2 separate regions of the Hordeum vulgare genome follow, and region 1 is linked to region 2. Evidence: chromatin contacts called from public Hi-C data. All regions are on one chromosome and are shown on one strand. Each heading gives the region's core, a stretch centred on a gene start, on an enhancer-like site or on the middle of the called end of the contact. The rest is flanking DNA. Distances are from core to core; before and after follow the strand shown.

Region 1 (3,778 bases), core at 1,019-3,518, 160 kb after region 2:
ATGTGTGCTCTTCCTCTCCAACAGTGGCAAGATCGTTGAGTCCATGTACTTGTACTTCGACTCAGGAAAGATCTAGGATGGGGAGAGTGGCAAGCCTGGGAATTAGTGCTGATTTGTAAATGATTGTCATTTCGCCTAACCACTAATGAGCTCGACTAGCCGAACTAGAGCTTTTGTGAGCTTCATTCGAGCAAAGGTCAAGCTCACTATGAAGCTCAAAGCTGTCTTCTAGCCAAGCATGGGTACGTCTGCTCTAGCTTGTTTTCTCGTTGACAAACCTAGCATGCAAATGACCAAAGTTTATACTTCCAATATGCTTGATGCACACCGTGGGAAAAAGAGTTACATTGACACCATAAGAATTGAGGCCTCACTATCCGGTGGTCACAATATCAGAATATGACTAAAACCAGAGCATAACAACATTTGCTAAAAGATGAAGGGTAGAGCAACATTATACAACCATAAGCAAATCATAAGTAGGAGTTAAAAAAAAACTGCATGCCCCTAAAATAATGCAATACCTGGATTCTTTGTCAAACCCGAATCTTGCTCCAAAGTAGAAGGATACTGCTAACAACCAGGCATCACTGTGCACCGCAACAAGTGACAACCAATCTTTCTCATCCATCCCATCCCGAGCAAAATTAATTCCCAGTGCTGGCTCTGGAAGTTCTGGGGGAACCTCCTCTGCAGGCAAGTTCACTTCCCATGTTTCATTGGGAAGACCATACAGACACAGATTCTCTTTCTCTGAAATCAGAAAGACAACCTCTTAAGCCTCCAGGTCACATTCAGGATTATATTCTACTCCCTCCGTAAACTAATATAAGAGCATTTAGGACACTATCTTAGTAATCTAAACGCTTTTACATTAGTTTACAGAGGGAGTATCTAATAAAAATAAGCCGAGACAAGAAAGCCTCAGCACGACGGCAACTGTGTGCCCAAGAAACAAAAACGAGAAAAGAAGAAGAATGAGGAAAAGATCCGTCCGATCATATTCTATAATGCGCCTTCGCCATCCTAACCCAGATGTAACACGAGACTCTGGGTCTATGAAGTACTACAAATTTTAAGACTAATTCAGGATAAACAGCACAGCTGCCAACTTGCAGTAGGATACACTAAAAAATGGCAAATTAGTGAGTATAACATCTGAAATCACGAGGACATGTGGTAGTTAACCGAAAGGCGCGAAAAAGAATGCCAAACGAAGATGGCGCACCAAAACTTGGAAGCCTCGAAAGTTCTCCACAGGATAGCCTGATCTAGTACTGTTAAACTTCTGCACCATGTCAGTGGAAAATGACTAATTAAATAAAAGCCCGAAAATACCCTTCATAAGATGGATACCATGGTCATTTGGTTACACCGCACCACACATCATTTTTCTGTGTGAAGGGACGCCGAGAGCACTAGTCAACAAATCAAGGAAAAAAACAAGCGCCCCACCTCATCTCTCTCTCTCTCTTACCCACACCCACTGACACCCACCCACACGCACACGCACACGCACCATTTTTCTAGTACAACTGATCTGTTAGTAGATCGAAAGCAAGAACCACCAAATTAACAGACGGAAAATAATCCAGTGACCTTTCCTGCAAAAATCACAAAGCTTCCTAATTCGGAAAATCCCCAACCCACTAGTACAGGAATTCCAGCGAAATTCCCCTGCAGAAATCGGGGCACAGGGACTACCAAATTAGAGCCAATAACAAGTTAAGAAACAAGTCACGCACAAATTTCCATTTGAGAAAAGAGGCAAAGATGGAATCCACACCAGAAACACAAACTCCACTCAAACAGGTAAAAAAAAAACCGCATCACTTCCATGTGAAACCTCGGCGATTTCGAGGTCCGAGAAGGGCGAATCGGAGACGGTCGCGAGCTCACCTGGGTCGCACTGCTGGTAGAACTTCTCCACATCTGCAAATCCACCAACCAAAAAGACCAGAAACCAATCAGAACCTCCAAATCCTCACGCGGACCCCCAGGAAAACAGCCGAAATGAAAAATCGGACGGGGAGAAGAAAGCGAGCGCGGCGCGCACCGGTGGTGAGCGCCTTAATCATGCCGGCCCGCCGCGCGCGGAAATCCCTGAACACGTCCTCCGGCGTGCGATGCGTCCCTCCTCCGTCCATTCGGGGCGCGCGAGTGTCGCCTGAGCTCCGGGGCTAGGGTTAGGGTTTTGGTGGCGGAGGCGACTGGCCGAGGCGAGTAGCAAGGCTTTTAGAACAGCCGGGGGGAGGGCGACCAGCGGAGGAAATGGATTTTGAGGAGATGGATAGTGGAGCGGAATGGCCAGTTCGGGGGACCGGGGCGCGGGTTTCGAATCGCGTCGAGGTTCCGACTGCAAATTTACCGCACTTGCTTGACTGCTTTGCTGGTGGAATTGCGTTCGCACCCAGGAAAGGTTTGCGATTTTCAGCTGCACCTCCGGATAAAACGGTCACGCGCGGCAAAGCTCTGACCGCTGTAAAGCCGGGTTAAACGCATCCCCGATGGGCCGCTGGCGTGTGGGTCCCTTTGCAGCGGCTGTCTCTGGCTCCGTGCGACTTTGCACGCCTCAAAATAAGCGAAAATTAGCCGATACCCGAAAATCTCGTGCTGTCGAATCGTTTTAGGCCCTCGACGTTTCAAATCTATATCTATATACCTAATCCATACCCCTAATCTATACCAAATAATAAAGTGGTTATTGCTTCCGTCGGAAAACTCACCACGTTATTTTTATAAAAAAAACCCTGTAATTTTTGTTATTCAACCCGCGCTTCAATTTCTCATTATGGTGAAATTAACAATGGACGGGTTGATTTTTCAACAAAATAGGATAGGACTAACTACATTAGTTAGTTAGCTTATTATTTAATAAATCAAAATAATTATAAAAATATTAAAAGCGTGTGGTATTTTTTTCTCCCGTTGCAACGCACGGGCTATTTTGCTAGTAATAATAAAACGGCTATAGCTTCCGTCGGAAAACCCACCGCGACATTTTTAGAAAAAAAAAACTGTAATTTTTGTTATTCAACCCGGGCTTCATCATTTATCTGCAACGTAAAAGGAAAAAAACGATTCGCTGCAAAAATTATACCCGTACGCATCGCATCCTCCCGTCGACCCTCGGCCACCCTCGCCTGTACCCAAGCCGCCGCCGACGACCTCAACAAAATAGATGGGACTGACTACATTAGTTAGTTAGCTTATTATTTTAATAAATCAAAATGATTATAAAAAGATTAAAAGCGTGTGATATTTTTTTCTCCCGTTGCAACGCACTCGCCGCCGCCGCCGACCTCAACCGCCACCGCTGCCGATCTCAACCCACCCGCCTCCGCGGCCGTACCTCTCCCCGCTCACTGCCCCCATTGCGACGCTCGAGCGCATCGCATCGACCCTGGTCCACCCCGGCCTGTGCCCAGACCGCTGCCACACCACTCGCCGCCGCGGCCAACCTCAACCACCACTGTTGTCGATCTCAACCCACCCGCCTGCCGTACCTCTGCCCGCTTGCTGCCTCCGTTTCGGCGCTCGAGCACAACTTCTGGATCAAATCAACGTGGCAGCTACAGTGACTATGGATGATGCGTCTTCTCGATGCAGAACGGCGGCGGCGCGCGGATAAGGCGCGGCGGAGCGAAGTACTTGCAGGTGGAGGCGGGCCTCCATGGCTCACACGGGGAACTCCGAGGTTATGATGCGGCAACGACGACTCCTTATGGCAAGATAGAGGCGCCTAACCCTTGCTCCCCACATCGTATCCCCTCCTCCG
Region 2 (3,751 bases), core at 118-2,617:
TTGGCTTGTCAACAACCCAAAAGTGGGGTTTGGTATAATCCCTGTTCTACTGCACTAAAACAAGAACCCAAGGCGGATTTGGATTTCAACTATTGCGCTACAATTTCAAAAGGAGGCTAGGGTTAATCGATTCACCGTATCCAGACAGCAGAATAATATAGAAGAACACAAGTTTTCTCATATAATGATACAGCTTGACAAGTACTTCACCATATGGCCTATATTTTGTTGTATTTGTACTATTGCTGCACATGGTATAGGTACGAATACTTGTTGTAGCAGCAGACAGTGGCTAATTGAGCAAACGAATATCTGGGATAGGAACACTAGGACTAATATAAGTAACAGATAAACCGACAACAAGTTTCTCACTTTTTCTTTCCGCGATGTTGCCAACATTAATCCATGATAAATACTCCATCCTAGCTAGGAGTAGATAACAAGAAACAGGCAAGCAATTATCAGTTCACTGATTTAAGAATATTTTCACAGCGTTCAGTCTGTTTCATAAAATGCTCAACACAACCTCTGCAAACACCAATCTAGCCACTACAACATCAACACTGCATGTTCTCTACTCTCAATAGTACTGTACATAGCAGGCTCAGGCCTTGCTGTATCATGAGCAAATATAGCGCAGCATGCCAAACAACCAGAAAAATGCACAGCAGGAATCTCTGTCTTCATAATCAATCACCAGCTAGTCATCTACAATAACTGGCACCATCAATCTCGCGAGGGATGCAGCACGCCAGCTTCAGATGGGTTAAACCCTAGAATACCAGAACTGGATTAATCTTGCACAAAAGGGCAACTAATATGTACACGCCCCAATGCGCTAGACGAAATGCCTGCGAGCAACGGCGGCTCTTGCGTGCCACATTGCAGCGCACTCGCCTAAAAACCCCTCCGAGCAGCACACGGCATTGCAGGCTAAAACCAAACCCTTAGCTGGGGTAGCAAGCAAATCCGGACACATACATAGAAAAGGGCGCCGAATGATCCCTCTTTGCCTCGGCTCACCTGGACGCAGATGACGTCGGGGTCGAGGCGGGCGACGAACTGACAGAACGCGGACCAGTCGCTCTTCATCCGGAGCAGAAGGCTGTTGGCGTTCCACGTGACGAACCTGCGTGGCTCCTCGCCGGGAGGGCCCTCCCCGGCGGCGTCGGCCCCGGTGGGGGCGGCGCCATCAACGCAGTCAGAGGTCGCGGCCCCGGCGGGCCTCTTCTTGGCGGGGGAGCCGTCCTTGACTACGGGCTGGAAGAAGCGCTTCATGGCCGGCTGGGCTGGTGCGGCTCCGCTCCTCGGCAGCCGCCAGCAGAGGAGGGAACACCGGAAGTGGAGCAACGAGGCTGGTCTGGCAAAATATTTTCTTTCTGCCGATAAAAGGTGCCTTTCGGTATCTTAGGTAGGGCCCAAGAAGCCCAGCAGCATCTCAGCCCAAGAAGCCCAGCAGCCGCCGCCGCCTCCGCGACACTCTCCGTTCTCGTCGGGCCTTCCTCGCCGGCTTGACCCCTACTGCGCCGGTGGCGCTCGCAGGCACTGCCGCGGAGCACCTCGGACGACTTCTAAATCAGGGCATCCATGCACAGCGCACGCCCTAATAATTCTACTTCAATTCTAAATATAAGTCTCTATATTTCACTAACGGTCTACATATGAATGTATACATGTATACTGTACAGATTCATTCATTTTGCTTTGTATATAATCACTAATAATTTTTTTTAAAACTTATATTTAGGAACAGAGAGAGTATCATATAGTGTCCCAGGTCCCCAGTCCCCATGACACGACGAGTGTGCTATCCCGCTCCCCCGACAAGGTGCATGCACCCGTGCTGTAGCGCCCTTGTTTTTCCAGCGGCCTCCCACTTCGTCTCAGTCTTAGGGATTCGTTGCCACCAGGTACCAAAAAGTTCCTCCTCGCCTCACCTTTGCCCACGCTGCCAAACTCGCCTCGAGGCTTGCTTCCACTAAGGCACATCGCTGCCAATTTGTCCACCTTTCCTCCTTAGACCGACATGCAGACTCGGAAGATTTCTTCATGTTTTGGTAAGGAGCCCTAGCGTTGCTTGCAATCGGTGCCTCTTTGGGCCATTTCTTTGCTGTTAGTAATCAAATCCAAACCTCACTTCTTCCTCTCATTAGTTACTCACCATAACACTATGCATCATTTTGGTTTACATTTTTCTAACAGAATGTGTCGACGCAGGAGCCAACAAAGCAACTGGTTTGCACAACTTGCTAAGCAATGACGCCATTCAGGATGATTTCGATTCTGAGAGATCGACGTCACCTTTCTCGGTTGCTGGATTTTCAGCACGGCGTTGTTGTGGTGGATGAGTTCCTTGATGAAGAAGGGCTTTAGAAAGCCTCTTGAAGAGAAAGTCATACCTGAGTTGGAAGTTGCAGATCAAGTAGGCACTCAGTACACAAATGTTTGTGGACAAAATCAATGCTAGGAAATTATCTCTTTTCTCGATAATTGTTTCATGCTACGAAAGGGACATTCAGTTTTCTGGGTTGTTCGCATTGCTCAAGGTACTCACTCTATCTTCTGGTCCGTTGCTTATAAAGGAATTTATTAATGTGTCCTCACGAAAAGAAGCTTTCAAGCATGAAGGTGTTATTATAGCACTTGGACTTCTTCTGTCAAAATGCTTGGAGTCGTTAGCCCAAAGACAATGGTATTTTCAAACACGGAGGGCGGGAATCCAAGTGAGGTCACTCTTATCAGTTGCTATTTACCGAAAGCAACAAAGATTGTCATGCTTTGTTAGTATAAAACATTCTTCTATAGACATAATGAACCATCTCATAGTAGATGCATACAGGGCCGGGGAGTTTCCAGACGCAATTAGAAGTGAGTGTCAACTCTAGCAAAGGGCTAGAGCTAAGGAATTGGATGTTCCCTTCCTGTAGTTTGCCTACTGGTCGCTTTATGGTCACTTTCTGTTTGCTTTTATTGTTGTCCTAATACTTGTGATCTGTGTTCGGTTTTTCGTGAAGAGGATGTTGGGGAACGTCGCATGGGAAACAAAAAATTTCCTACGCGCACGAAGACCTATCATGGTGATGTCCATCTACGAGAGGGGATGTGTGATCTACGTACCCTTGTAGACCGTACAACAGAAGCGTTAGTGAACGCGGTTGATGTAGTGGAACGTCCTCACGTCCCTGTTGGGGAACGTCGCATGGGAAACAAAAATTTTCCTACGCGCACGAAGACCTATCATGGTGATGTCCATCTACGAGAGGGGATGAGTGATCTACGTACCCTTGTAGATCGTACAGCAGAAGCGTTAGAGAACGCGGTTGATGTAGTGGAACGTCCTCACGTCCCTCGATCCGCCCCGCGAACAATCCCGCGATCAGTCCCACGATCTAGTACCGAACGGACGGCACCTCCGCGTTCAGCACACGTACAGCTCGACGATGATCTCGGCCTTCTTGATCCAGCAAGAGAGACGGAGAGGTAGAAGAGTTCTCCGGCAGCGTGATGGCGCTTCGGAGGTTGGTGATGATCTTGTCTTAGCAGGGCTCCGCCCGAGCTCCGCAGAAACACGATCTAGAGGAAAAACTATGGAGGTATGTGGTCGGGCAGCCGTGAGAAAGTCGTCTCAAATCTGCCCTAAAAGCCCCATATATATATAGGAGGAGGGAGGGGGACCTTGCCTTGGGGTCCAAGGGATCCCCAAGGGGTCGGCCGAGCCAGGGGGGAGGACTCTCCCCCCCCAAACCGAGTC

Evidence for each region. Hi-C and Micro-C count contacts between places; a contact is called where the count stands out from the background.
Region 1: a contact with region 2 is called in a Hi-C map of seedling, with 4 times the contacts expected there. The contact joins the promoter of LOC123447832 here to the promoter of LOC123447833 in region 2. A contact is called at or near these places in 3 of 6 Hi-C or Micro-C datasets (leaf and seedling).

Annotation. Positions count from the first base shown.
Region 1 is chr4H:50,706,050-50,709,827 of MorexV3_pseudomolecules_assembly, reverse strand. It overlaps LOC123447832 (PHD finger protein ALFIN-LIKE 8), which reads right to left and starts at 2,268. Exons shown (of 5, transcript XM_045124519.1): 1 at 2,057-2,268; 2 at 1,900-1,932; 3 at 525-753. The coding sequence starts at 2,147.
Region 2 is chr4H:50,864,580-50,868,330 of MorexV3_pseudomolecules_assembly, reverse strand. It overlaps LOC123447833 (DNA-(apurinic or apyrimidinic site) endonuclease), which reads right to left and starts at 1,367. Exons shown (of 9, transcript XM_045124521.1): 1 at 1,024-1,367. The coding sequence starts at 1,278.